2 separate regions of the Mus musculus genome follow, and region 1 is linked to region 2. The links are chromatin contacts, called in public Hi-C maps. All regions are on one chromosome and are shown on one strand. Each heading gives the region's core, a stretch centred on a gene start, on an enhancer-like site or on the middle of the called end of the contact. The rest is flanking DNA. Distances are from core to core; before and after follow the strand shown.

What was found. Hi-C and Micro-C count contacts between places; a contact is called where the count stands out from the background.
Region 1: a contact with region 2 is called in a Hi-C map of muscle stem cells, with 2.3 times the contacts expected there. The contact joins the enhancer-like site here to the promoter of Eya4 in region 2. A contact is called at or near these places in 5 of 39 promoter capture datasets (the 3T3-L1 cell line, cranial neural crest, frontonasal cranial neural crest and 1 more), 5 of 484 Hi-C or Micro-C datasets (embryonic fibroblasts, muscle stem cells, myocytes and 1 more) and 4 of 115 datasets of contacts at active chromatin or transcription factors (craniofacial prominence, embryonic limb bud, embryonic stem cells and 1 more).

The regions. Positions count from the first base shown.
Region 1 is chr10:23,544,127-23,551,176 of GRCm38.p6, forward strand. No RefSeq gene overlaps it. Among named protein-coding and RNA genes, the nearest start is that of Gm47843, 27 kb to the right of the region's middle. Within about 2 kb of position 4,390, at least 20 of the 459 cell types and tissues checked have an H3K27ac peak or open chromatin away from gene starts, as enhancers often do. A contact at or near this core is called in muscle stem cells, where this site is marked.
Region 2 is chr10:23,345,679-23,352,481 of GRCm38.p6, forward strand. It overlaps Eya4 (EYA transcriptional coactivator and phosphatase 4), which reads right to left and starts at 4,212. Exons shown (of 19, transcript NM_001347372.1): 1 at 4,084-4,212.

The DNA.
Region 1 (7,050 bases), core at 3,140-5,639, 200 kb after region 2:
ACACACACACACACACACACACACACTCCCTTTACAAACTGAAGCATGGCATGTGGTTAGCTGCAAGTCTCCCTGCTGCACAGTGGATCTTCAAACATTCTTCATCCCAGATCATTGAAATTCTGGACTGTTTGGATCAACTTCTCTCCATTCCCCAAACCATCCTCCAATAATGACCTTTCAACTCTCTGCTCTCCGGAGCTCCACATTTTTAGTTGGCCCATACCACATAAGAAATATCATAGGTCATTTGTCCTTCTGTGTTGATCTACTTCATTAAAAATGAAAGGATTTTTTTTCTATTTGGGTGAGGAGTAGACTACATAGCATTTCAGTATATAGGTGTGTATATGTATCTGAATTTATCAGATTTTTAAAATGTATCCCTCATAACTTCTCTTCATTTATGTTTAGACTCTTAGTGAAAAAACAACAAAGCCAAAAACAGTGGTTTTTTTTCCTGTTTCTTAACCTAGTTGCTAATCTCTTATTTATTTATTTCATGAGTCTGTACATTTCTGCACATAGGTTATGTTTTTATTAAAAATGGGTTCTGGTTGTTCTAACTCGATGTTAGAATACATGTTCAATACAAGTGTGATCCTAGATTTGGTACATAGTAAATAAATAAATAAGTAGAAAAAAATTTAAGTTTCTCTCTCTCTCTCTCTCTCTCTCTATATATATATATATATATATATAATAACTGTAAATATTTATATATAATTTTTAGATTTTATTTATATAAAATATATTTTGTATATACTTATATATGTTAAAATATAAAATATCTATAAATATGAATATACTTTATATAACTATAATCAAATAAAATCATAGAAAAAAGTTTTCAAGGTTATTTGAAGTCATAATAAGATTTTTTTTCAATTAAAAAGCATTTGATTGTGTGAGTGGTGAAATGTGCCTAGGTTGGTGGGGTCACGCAAGTGATGGTTGGGTAGATGCCTCTCATACCTACATCTGCTCTGGCCAGCCAAATATGCCCTTTGAGAAGCCATCGGCGTACAGCCGCTTGAAGAACATAAGCCCATGAAAAAACAACATGGGTAAAGATGCCATCTTGCCTTTTGCAAAGTTCCCAGTTGGGAGCCGACGTTTATTGTTCCTTCGGCCATGGCTGTGTCTCTGGAGGACCAGTGGAGACCATGCTTCTCCAGCTTCATCTTCCATGCTTCTGTCCATCCTCCACTGATCGCTAATGAAGCAGATTCTCTGTCTTCACAGCCATGGTCGCGCTACACTGTTGACCACTCAGCGTGTGGCTTGTTGACCACTCAGCGTGTGGCTAGCGTGACTGTGGGGCTGAACTTTCATATGAAGTTCCATTTTAATTAATTCCAGTGTTAAAATGGGCACAGTGGAATACAATCATCGTGTTGACACTCAGCATGTTTTCTCTGAGTAACATATGTAAATATTATTTCAGTTAAAATTTATTTTTCATTGTGGCTATTAGAAAAGCTACAACAGCATACAGTATATGGCTGACGCTGTGCTTCTATTGGACCATTCTATGAGAAAGCAAAGCAGTCTGCTGCCAGTCTGCATGGAACTAAAAACCAACTTTCTATTTGGCCATGGGAAACCCACATCCACATGGTTTCCGTAAACAACAACAGCCTCAGTAAATGGGCAAAATGACTTAAGATGACCTATCTCATGGTGTTACCAAGATTAAATCCATCTCTAATTATCAAGTGCTTAGATACTGCCTGAGATGCCACACGCAATGAGGGAGCTCGGGACCTTGGTAATCAATATCCAACAACAAAGCATCTGCCTCGGTCCATCAGAGCTATATGGATAGCAGATGGAGAACTGAAGTAGCTACACTTTTAGATGAAGCCCTTCAAAAAGGACACTTATAATACAAATTCATCAAAGCTTGAGTCTTTACTAAGGTTTGGAACCACCTCGACGTATCCTGGGAAACTCTTCACAGAAGCAAATACAGACCCAAAGACGCAGTTCTGGTTCCAGTGCTGTGCTCTGCTCCTTCCTAGGATTGCTGAAGGTATCAGAGCATAGACGTTTCTTCTGCTGTAGCAGTAGCTGTGCATGACAGCCAGTCAGCACCATTTGGCGAGTCTAAGTGTTTATGTGTACCTAGTTTACTGTTATAAGTAATATCTCACATAAGCACATATACGAACTGAAAGGTAGTCACTTGGGTAAAATTGTAATTCTACTTTCAATTTTATTTATTAAAATATGTTGATGTTAAAGCTTAAGCCAAAAATAATACATAAAAAAGATTCCTTAGGAAACAGGTGGCTTAGTAGTTAAGAGCCCTGACTGTTCTTCCAGAGGTGCTGAGTTCAATTCCCAGCAACCACATGGTGACTCACAACCATCTGTAATGGGATCCGATGCTCTCTACTGGTGTGTCTGAAGACAGCTACAGTGTACTCACATACATAAATCAATCGTATTTTTAAAAAGATTATTTTATATTTTAAATATTTCTGTATACAAAAGACAAATCTTATCTTTGAGAACTTATATAATAGGTCGAGGTTGTAGCTTCATAGTAAGATACTTACCAAACATCTATTAAAGCCCTAAGTTCAAAACCCAGCACTGAAAAAACATGAACACATATACCATGAACAAACTTCATTCTTTTTTTTTTCCTTTGGATTAAACATAGCTCTTTAGTTACATTGAATGAAGCTTTGTGCACCTGAGAAACAAGACCCAGTCTTTGAGGAGCCTTGAGCTCAAAATAGCTTATGCTTTCTGGTGAATGGTAAATCAGCTGGGCAGGGGTGGCGCACACCTTTAATTCCAGTACTCAGGAGGCAGAGGCAGGTGGATCTCTGAGTTCAAGGCCTGCCTGGTCTACAGAGCCAGTTCCAGGACAGCCAGGGCTACACAGAAAAACCCTGTCTTGAAAAAAATGGGAACAACATTATGAACTAACCAGTACCCCGGAGCTCTTGACTCTAGCTGCATATGTATCAAAAGATGGCCTAGTTGGCCATCACTGGAAAGAGAGGCCCATTGGACACGCAAACTTTATATGCCCCAGTACAGGGGAACGCCAGGGCCAAAAAGGGGGAGTGGATGGGTAGGGGAGTGGGGGTGGGTGGGTATGGGGGATTTTTGGTATAGCATTGGAAATGTAAATGAGCTAAATACCTAATAAAAAATGGGAAAAAAAAAAGAAAAAAATGGAAGAAGAGTAGGAGGAGGAAGAGGAAGAAGAGGAGGAGGAGGAGGAAGAGGAAGAGGAGGAGGAAATAAAAAGTGAGTAGTTTGTAATTAAAGGTTTTTTATTTGTTTGTTTTATATTTTAATAAAAAAATGAAAGCTCCATTTTGAGTGAGCCAAATGAATTCCTGTTTTGGTATCTATATTCTTGGACAGCAATTTCAAATGATGTTTTCTAACTCAAGACCCCAATTAGTAACCTTTCTGTTTTACTTTTTTTGTTTTTTATGTAGGTAAATGTATGTAAATGACTATTGTCCATAGCATGTCTGCTAGAAGTGCACATAAGCACATATATGTATCATATATGTATCACAAGCCTTTGCAGCCGTGTGTATACAGATACTTGGTTAAATGAACACAGCCTCTAATCAAGCCACAGCACTGAGAAAGGAAACACCCTGAGCAGAGTTAAGAATCCACTGAGCTCGCCTAGCTCTTTGGAGAATGCAGTTCTAGCGTTGGCTCCCATTCGTCTGTGAAGCACATCTGTGACTTCTTTACTAACCATTTTCCAGTCTCTTTCATAAAATAACGGTTGTGTTCTGGTGTTTTTCATTTTGAATACTCCGAGCACGTCTCTTGGCCCATCCACCGTCACGTTGTTAAATCTAAAGTGGAAAGAGAGAGTGCTCACCCTGGTCACTCCAGTTGGCAGCAGAAAATGTGTTGTTTTCAATTACCGTGTATAAAAAACCCAGCCACAAAGAAAAGCTGCTTTCTGGGGAAGATATGCCTGGAGAAAGCTCTGCTGTAAATTCAGATGGAAAAGGTAATCTGCTCTTAGCCTGGATTGAGGATTCTCAAACATGACACTAGTGACATCTGAACGCTATCAGCTTCGTCCTGTGGCTGCATGACCCTCGGAGATGTGGGCTAGATCCCAGGGCAGAGCTGTTTGACAAAGGGAAGTTCATTTCCCACCCTTTTGCTTCATGAGGATGCCTGCTCCTTGCAGTAGTAAAAGTTAACACAATACAGAAGCCTTGCTAATATAAAGGATTTGCGATTAGCACTCCACATCAATTCTGATTTTCCATATTTTTTTAGTAGGGCCAGGTTTGCTAATAAATCGCCAGCTGTTACAGTCACTAAGCCTATTTTCATCACAACCACCACATAACAGGACCTCTGCAAATACCCAAGGCCTGCTTGCCTGCCTCATACACATGTATATTGTTGCAGATAAAAACGCACCCTTGGCCAGCACTTCTGGGCCTTCACTGTTAAGGACTTAAAATACAGTTATAACTTTCGGGTGGGAAGGTGGTAGATCTGTGAGCAACATGACGTCACAGTCAATCTCTCCCCGTTGCAACTGGAGAGATGATTTCTAAAGAGAGGAGAAAATCCCACCAATGTTATTTTAAAGGACCGATTACTTACTAGCATACAACCACACACACACACACACACACACACACACACACACATCCTCCTCGTTATCAGAGTACTGCTCCATCAGTGATGTTAGGAGGAAAGTGAGCAACGGCTGGTTGATTAGAAAGGAAAGATTGAAAGGAGGAAAACAGCGCGTCCTCTAACAATTATACACAAGGTTTTCAGAGTTTAGATGAACAGTTTACATGCTGACCCCTGAGAAGAAAATCATCTTTCATAGGAATCAGACTTTTTCCTCTCCCCTTCTTCACCCCCTGACAGAAAGTCAACCGTGTATTACAGAAATGCTTGCATAACAACGTTCTGTAAAAATGGTGGGATATTAGGAGGTGATTTAGTGGAAATCGTGTGCTAATAGCGCAGACTTCTCATGGCAGTGAGCCTTGCCCCTGGGAAAACTCCATTTCCACCACACCGCGGCCCCTCTGTAATGCAGGATTTGACAAGCTGTGTTCCTGGTAAAATGTTATTGTTGGCAGAGGTGGTCTTGAGGGACAGCTTTGGGAGGCTCCCTGTGAGTGGAGATGTGCGAATTGACAGCGGCACCTGTGGGACAGTCAGGTACCTCTGACCCAGATTTGCTCTGTTTTCCAGCACCCTGTCCCTTTGTTCTGTAATGAGAGCCAAATGTTCCTTTCTCCAGTCCCTGGGGCCCTGTAATGTGATGCCCCAGTGGGCCTCCAAAGGCCCTGGGCCCTTTCCACTCCTGGGCATTGTTTCTACCACTGCCCTGAATTTAAAGTGGGGTGAAAGCCTGCTGCAGCTCCCTGAAGTGTATGCCCCTTTTCTGTGCTCCCTAAGAGGGGATCCGTGCTTGCATGCCATCCTGAGTTTTGCTTCCTGGTGATCGAGAGGTGGGTCACAGGTTAGTCATGGACACCAACTGTCATTTGTTTGCTTTTATTGGCAGCAGAGTAACCTTTTTAAAAATTGTTTGTTTTGTTTTTTTAATGATAAGAAATGTCTACCTTAAAGGCAGTCTACTCAGAGCAGGAAATGCCAGTGCTGGACCTAAATTACAGGGGCCACAGTTGTGAGAACAGCTATGAAGGTGCAGCAGCAGGACCTGTGATTCAGGGTGCATCGGAAAGTGTCCCTGTGTGGCCTAGTTTCCCTCCGAAAGCTCATCCTTTGCTTAAGCCTGTCTGACCGGCAGCCAGGGCCCACACAGACATCAATCAATCTGACTTTTGCTCATAGGACTAACAGAAATCTGGCCCCGAAACGCAGAGAGTCTCAGGACAGTTCTAGAAATAAGTGCTGAAAGTCTTTAATGCTTACATACAAAACATGACTGTACTGGCTCCTAACACTGTGTCTTGCCCAGCCACTCACCGATAGGCTGAATAAACTTAACTTCAAGTTTTTTTACAAAGACTTTTCCTTCGTCACTTTCAATCAGGGCTACAGGAAATTCGGTCTCCAGTTTGTTAACTCAGGCCCCGCTTTTCCAGAGTCAGTACCTTCCATCTCTGTGGACAGATCAAAAACTTACTATGATTATCATAATGTCATGTTTTTGAAAGATTACCTTCCTGCCAATGCAGAGTTAGACAATAATACAAACACAACAACAACAAATGGGTTCATAGTAAAAATAATAGATAAATAAATAAATCCATCCATCAACCAATCAATCAATCAATCAAATCAATCAAGACAGTGAAAGGAAAGAGGCAGCATCAAATCCAAACCATGAGCTACTTGGGAGAATTATGATCTGCCTACTTCTTCAAACAGTATGCATGATATGAAGCATTTTGCATACATTACCCAATGTGGTCTACAGTGCAAGCTTATGGTAAGCTTGCTATTGTTGCTTTGCTTTGTAGATGGGGTCTGGGGGGGGGGAGGGGGGGCAGGGATGAAGATTGAAAATGGAAACACAAAGCAATTTGCTACAAGCTAATGAATAACTGAGCTGGGATTTTCACTAAAATCCATTTAATTTCAGATGCCAAACTGGAACACTGACCAAATCTAGTTTGTTGTTCGTAAACAGAAAGGCCTAGGGTCAGAGTGATGGCATTCTACTTAGCCTGGATACTAATGACAATTGACAATATCACTCAGTAAGCCTACAGGAGACTTTAGTGATCTGAACCGACTCCTCTGGCTTATGGATGCAGAGGCTGAAGGTCAGAGGTAATATCATCTACATAATATCATACAGCACCATGGCAGAGCTCAGCCCAGAATGCAGCTCCTTCAGGGCCAGGGCTGTGTTTCTACTCTCTCAACATTCTTGGCCAGCACTTTAGACCATCTGTATTTTCAGTACATAGCCTATTAATTTCAAAAGTTTGAGCTAAAAAGAACATTTTATCACCAGCCATTCATCTGTACATAAAAACGTCTGCCCCTGCTATCTCTAGGTAGTAGTAACGACTACATGTTGGCCACTGCTCTATGCCT
Region 2 (6,803 bases), core at 2,962-5,461:
AAAAAAATTGCATCCTTTTACAGCAAACACATGGGGAGAGCAAGAAAAGTCCCCAGGAAGTGCAGAGGAAAGTGACTAGAGCACACGCTGATGTACTGTGTGTGCCACAGCACTATTAAGTGACAGTAGTGTTTACAAAATCTTCAGACCTCTTAAAGCCAGCAAAGTGGCTTGTGACACTTTTGAATATGGGGCTCTTGTTTATTTTCTCCCACTCAAGTTCAGGCTAAGTGACGCCAGGCTTGGCTCCATGCACAATTTAATGAATATTCAGTTCGTCTCACTCAGACACACCAAGCTGTGAAATGTAGCATTAAACATGGTAACACTTAAAGACATCCTTGCACCTAACCCATCCGGAGGAGGACAAATGCCTGAGAGAGCATGTCCTTTCTAAGTTCACCAGGAAAATTCCATGAGAGGAGCAGGTACTCAGCACTGCCACCCCATTCTGGGTGGTGTTGATTTCTTTCACCCGGTAACCGTTGTAATAAAATCCCCCGACTGTACTTCTGAATACAATTAGTTTAAGATAGTCTACTGAGACACACAGTGTAAGAGTCGAGAGTATGGAAGGATAATGTCCATCCGAAAAAGAAACTGTCAGGGTTATATTCCCACTAAGATGATAACAAGGTGTTTCGTAAAGGTTTGCCCAGCTCCTCCATGACAGAATTCCATACTTTTGATAACAGACTTTTCTGTTTGTTTCTCAAATGAGTGATCTGAAATATTTACAACCAGACAGTACCTAATTTTAGGTTTTAAGTGCTTTAACAGCTCCGTGAAATATGATCAGCAGCTGCAGTACAGAACTATGGTGAATAAGCCCCCTGTAACAGGGGCCTGTTCTTACTGAACACTGAGTATTCTTAAGTTTACCCCATAGGAAAAAAATACAGGAGATAATGTAAAAACATCATAAATGCTCACATTCTTAAATTACTTAGCACTTTACTGAATCTCAAAAGGGATTATCTTTCTTCTTGAATTCTGCATGAAACCTGTGAGCTTCCGCTGCATGGAAGCTAACAAAGCTTAAGTTTGTTATCTAAAAGTTAGAACGTGCATGTTTTCCAGGGCGCTAGCTTCTCTATCAACAGCCATGGGGGTTTCTAGCATCTTACCCTTTCAAAGTTTCTACTCAATTTAACTTGGGTTCATCACATTTAATAAAGCCACATAAATGTATTTTTAGATATGGCATCAGCCACACAGAGCTTGCATCAGTGACGAAAAACATGAAACTGGACACTGTATTTCCTATGGGTGTGTAAAATTTATTTACACCACAAATCACAAGATAAATAAAAGAAAATTTAGAGATGGAGAATATGCTTTCTTTTTAACCCAGAGATATCGGCAAATCTTCAAAAATGAACTTCTCTACAAAGACTTTTTTTCCTTCCAGTTTCTAGAAAATGCCCAAATGTCCATGTTTGTGTTTCTTAATGAGAACAAAACTGTTCTTAAATAAATTTATTTTTTACACAAGTTGCAGTGTTTTGAAGTTTTTTTACTGGAATGTGCTAGCCAACGCTATGCTACTTATGAACACAGATACACAGTTTTGTTTTGGAAATGAGAAAATTGTAATATTCAATGAAATAAACATAAACAAAAGGGGAAAAACTGAATAGCCCTTCCACTTATAACTGTGAAATTCCCTTGGATGAGGTGGTCTTAAAACAGGAAGGCAGTGTGCTGTGTTCACGTTCGTCTATTTCACGAAGTCAGGGAGCAGCAGGCTTTTGAAAACCAGGTTCTTTTCAGACATACCCTTACTAGGAAGGACAAGGAATCACTCATTAGAATATGAGATTTCAAGCCAGTTCAGATGTTAATAGCGAAGATTTTGATGTCGGTTTGTTTTTAACATTCATGTGCGGACATTACAAAAATGTTTCCCTTTGGATTACTTACAGCCTTTAATAAGGTGGAATTGTTTTTACAGTTTTTATCTATGTTGGATATTATTGCAACTCACTCTGGCAGTCCTTCCACACAAAACAGTCTGTCTTACATTGCTATTGCTTTTTAAAAATTTCTTGGGATAATATATTTTTTTAAGTACAAATGTCTTTGAATGCAAATGTCTTAAAATGCACCATAAAGCATATCAAATTATTTTGTTTTAGAATTCTTTCCCTTCAGCCTCTGCTAAATTTTGTTTCTCAGGTATAAGTCTGACAAAAATATATGTTGTTTTTTTTAAAGTAAAATAAAAAGTAGGTACCGTTTCTACTTAAATATCAAACTTTATTGGGAAATTGTATCAAATACAAGTTTTGTCCTTAAAACTTAAAAAATTAAATTAAATTAAAAGAGAAGCACTCAGCAAACAAAAAAGCCACAGTCCACTTTCAGCGCTGTCAGTCACCCACGGGTAAATGAAACTTCAGAAGTTGTTGATGGGAGTCCGGGTTGCTAAACACTCCTAAAGACTCCCACCTAAGTCCCCCAGGAGCCTCGCTGAAACTGACAAACGCTCATAGGTGCAAAAAGGCGGCGCTAAGAGAAGAGCAACAAAATACCATATTCAAGAAGATGTATTTCGCTCCAACAATTACGTTGATCCCAGAGTGCGGAGCCAAAGGGGGTGAGGGAGAAAGAAAACTGTTAAGTGTGGGCTCTTAATGTGAAACCCAACCTGTTGGATCTCTTTAGGTATCAGATTTTGGAAGTGTCTGTAATGACAGCCAGGAAAGCAAATTAATGGCCAAGGGCCCACTGGGTTTGAACACGAGACTCCAGTTACCTTCTCACAGATCAAGTACACAACACACACGCACACGGAGGTGCCCCACGTGTAGCTGCGCAGAAACCAAAACACACGCCACGCGCTTGGTGAGCCGCCACCTAGGTTGTCCCCGCGCGGGGATGCGCGCCTTCCACGGGGGCCCTCGAGTTCAGGAGGCTCCCTGAATGGTCCCTGCGTTGTCCGGGAGAAAAGGAGAAGGCCACGCCGATCCCACCCAAACCGCAAACCCCGTTAGTCTCCCAGGAACTTGAAAGATGTGAGCTGAGGCGCTAACATCCCAAACAAGGGGACGGTGGCAAAAATCAAACTGCACTCCCTTAGTTTTGCCACCGCTCTGCCACCAGGCTCAGTCAAAACCTCCTTGTTTCTTTCAGAGAGATTGCGAATCTCGAATACAAAGAAAAAAGGAAAAGAATTTAGTGCTAATAGAAAAATAAAATGAAAAGTTTGGGGTTGCTGTGGCTTGCAAAACGAAACGGGCTCACACAGTCTGTCTCCCAGTCACAGATGACCAAGCTCTACAAGCGTTTAGAGTGCCAAGGCCACCCCAGATCCAGTGAGCTCTGAGAGAAACCTGCTCGCCCCAGCCTGGTCCTTGGCTTTGGAGAAGTTAGAATTGCTCCTCAGCATCCGCTCCTGGAGCCAATGAACGCGACTCCTCTGACAAGGCGCCTCTAATTTCACAGACCCTGGCACACTGCAAGAGACATTCGTCCACGCCACGTAAAAACCATTAAAGTGACCCCCCCCCCCTGTTTAGACTGCGACCGGTACCTGGAGACCAGGGCTTGGCCTCTGGGTACACGCGCTCCCGGCCTCACGCAAACCCAGGCGCCCACGGCTCTCCAAGGGACACTGAGTGAGGCAGCACCCTTACTCCACGTAGCAGGTCATCACAAAGTATTAAATGTCACCGGGTGGGAGTGGGAAGAGTCTGGTGTAAGCTTCCCGGGCGACAGGGAACAGGGTGCAGGCAGGTAGGATCCGCACCCGGGGACGACGCGAGACTCACTCAGGTCCTGTGGCGCTAGACAAGAGGGGTTACTGGGGACCAGGTCGTTGAGGGTCTTCCTGGGCGAGCGTACCACTGAGGTCCTAGGGACCCTGGCCATGGGACACTGCTGTTGGATCATCGGGGAGAACTCCGAGGCTCACACACTCTCCCTGCGCGCGACCTCCATCCCCAGATCCCCATTCACGCACTACAAAGTGTCTAGCTAGCACTTTCTAGGGGACAGTTTGGGGGAATCATCCAAATCTGGACACACCTCCCCCCTCCATTGGACTTCAAAAACCGGGTCGGATGAAGAGAGGACACTCACCTCTGGCGGCCCGGACCGCCTTGGACTCCCGAAGTTCAATTGTCTGTCCCAGCCAGTGATCTGCGGGTCCGATCTACGTATTTACTCGCTTTCCTTCCAGTGTCTAAGTTTTCCCTTCGCGCTGTGTCTCTGGTAAAAACAGGACATCCCTTTCGGCCACCCCCAACAAATAGCTTACACAAGTGGGGGAGAAACAGGGCGGGGTGGGGGAGCCGGCTGCGAGGGGGGGGGGGGGAGGACGAAAGGAGCCGAACCAAAGTCCGAGCAGCCGAGCGGCGTTAGCGAGCAGAAGAAAAGAGAAAGCGCGCGCGCGCCGGGTGGCCGGGCGTCCCTCCGCAGGTCCCCGCCGCTCAGTCCCCTCTCTAGGGCGCCGACCGGGAAAGGTTTGCGCGCAAGCCGGGAGCCGCCGGAGCGTGCGCCGCGCCGCGGGCAGCCTCTCCCTAGCGCGCGGAGCTGGAGCCTAGAGGCAGGAGGCGGGATGTGGGGGGGTTGGGGGGGGACGTCGCCGCCTGCGTCCTGGGGCTAGGGTGGCCGCTGGGGGCCTCCCGGCAGGCCGCCGGAAGAGCAGGAGATCTTGGCGGGCGCAGAAGCCCTCTCTTTTTATTCGATCTCTGGAAACTGCCTGTTATCATCGGCTTTTTTTTTCTTTTTTGAGGTCTCGCGTGGGGGGACCTCCGGGGCTCCCCGGCTCTGCGCGTCTCTGGTGGCGCCGCGGTAATCTCCGCGCCCTCTGCGCCGCCTCACCCCGCCCCCACCCCGCCTGGCGCTGGCCACCGAGGCCTTTAGACTGAAGGGACCAGCCCGCCACCGGGCTCCTCGGTCCCCCACCTGCTTCTGGGCGGCGGTCCCCTAACTACCCTGTGCGAGCTACAGGCCCTCAGTCGGACTCCTTGCCACTTACCCCAAGAGAGGAGGCAGAAGGGACTCTAGTCCACTTGCAACAAAGTTAAACGCCAACTGACACCAGCCCAAAGCTTGCTCTGGATTTAGGAAAGAGCTTTTTCCTGGAGATGGAAGCGATGAAGGAGTTAGCAGCGTGCAGACGGGCAGCACTGGGAAGTGCCTGGGCCCCTTCCAGGCCGGGCGCAGCTATAGGCGCCCCTCCCAGGCGCCCAAAGGTCAGACTGCAGTGACTTCCAAAGGCCAGTCAGAACTGCTCAGGGCACACTGCTGAAATGGCATTTTGAGCCTATGCCTTCTGTTGATGTCTTTTGTACCTACATTGGATTTCATATTTCACAGACAAATATAAATATCACACTCTTGGACCAAAGCAAAGACAATCCCCAAATATTACTCCCATATAACCCCACCTTTCCCTAAAGCCCATTGTCTCCATCAGTAACATCTGTCCTGATACTTTGATAATGTGTATCAACTCATTTTGAATTTATTGTCAGTTGCTGTACTGCTCACTTGTGGTTCACGCGTGTTTGTTTAATTAATTTCCTAATAGTTATTAAAGCTGTATAAAAGATAACCAAGGCCCAAAGAAATCAAAATAATTTTTCCCAAAGAAAATCAAGTCATCTCTAGCAACAACGCTGCCTTAGATATGGCCATAGGGATGAAAAAAAAAAAAAAACCACTCCACTTCGAAGAAAATCTAGTTTTAATATTTTTATCAACTAAATGATATTCTGGACTTTTTTCAGAAACAAATTTCATCCTTCACTTGAGCTTGGTTTTATGTTACTAACAGGAGCCCTGAACTCTAGTTTAAAAGGAAAATCCATGCTGAATATTTGTTTTTAATGAGCGGGGCATTGTCTACAATGATTAAGAGGAAATGGAAAAGATGCTGGGGCTTTAAATTTAAGCTGATAAAGGTAGTGTCTTCCCTCTGCTTGCTTATTGGCTGTTTCTCCCACAGATCAGTTTCAGGGAGCTTGAGCCAGGCCAGGCCTAACTTCCCCCTTTCTGGCTCTCTGAGTGGAAGGGTTTCTGGTGGTGCTTTGCAGCCTTGGGAGCATTACCCAGAGTGCATTCCTGCGATGGAGAGGAGCACCGGTTAGTATACACTCAAGGGACATCAGCAACAAGAAAACCTCAATTATTTTGTTGTCTCCAGTTCATAGTTCAAAGTGCTGTATTGTCGGTTGGTTGGATGTTTTTGTCCACGTGACAAAGCTGAGATTCGAATGAGTCTGTATACATCCCAATCTATATTTTTAGCCTCTGGGATGCTTTCAGTAGTTGTGGTTGTCAAAAAAAAAAAAAAAAAAAGCAGCCATTCTTTTCGATACAGCATGCATGCCAGTGGCTCAAATAAGAGACTATAACAGTTAATCTGTTGGTGTCAGACTCCTCCATGAATATAGCAACTAAGACTAGAGTAGCATTCTCCTCAAAAGTGAGCAAGCATCCATTTCCTTTTGGTACAAGACTTCATATTTTGACTTTATCTCTTAAAAGGATGGAAAGATTTTTTTCTTTTTCTTTTTCTCCCCCCCCCCCCCCCCAACAGGATTTCTCTGTATAGCCCTGGCTGTCCTGGAACTCACTCTGTAGACCAGTCTGACCTTGAACTCAGAAATCTACCTGCCTCTGCCTCCCAAGTGCTGGGGTTAAAGGTGTGAGCCACCACACCTGGCTAAAATTTAAATTTAAATAAAACTCGATGTTTTAATAAAAATTGGGGGAAACGAGGTGGTGTGTTTCCTAGCTTTCTTCTTTTTAAATTATTATTAAATTTATTTATTTGTTCACTTAACAACCCT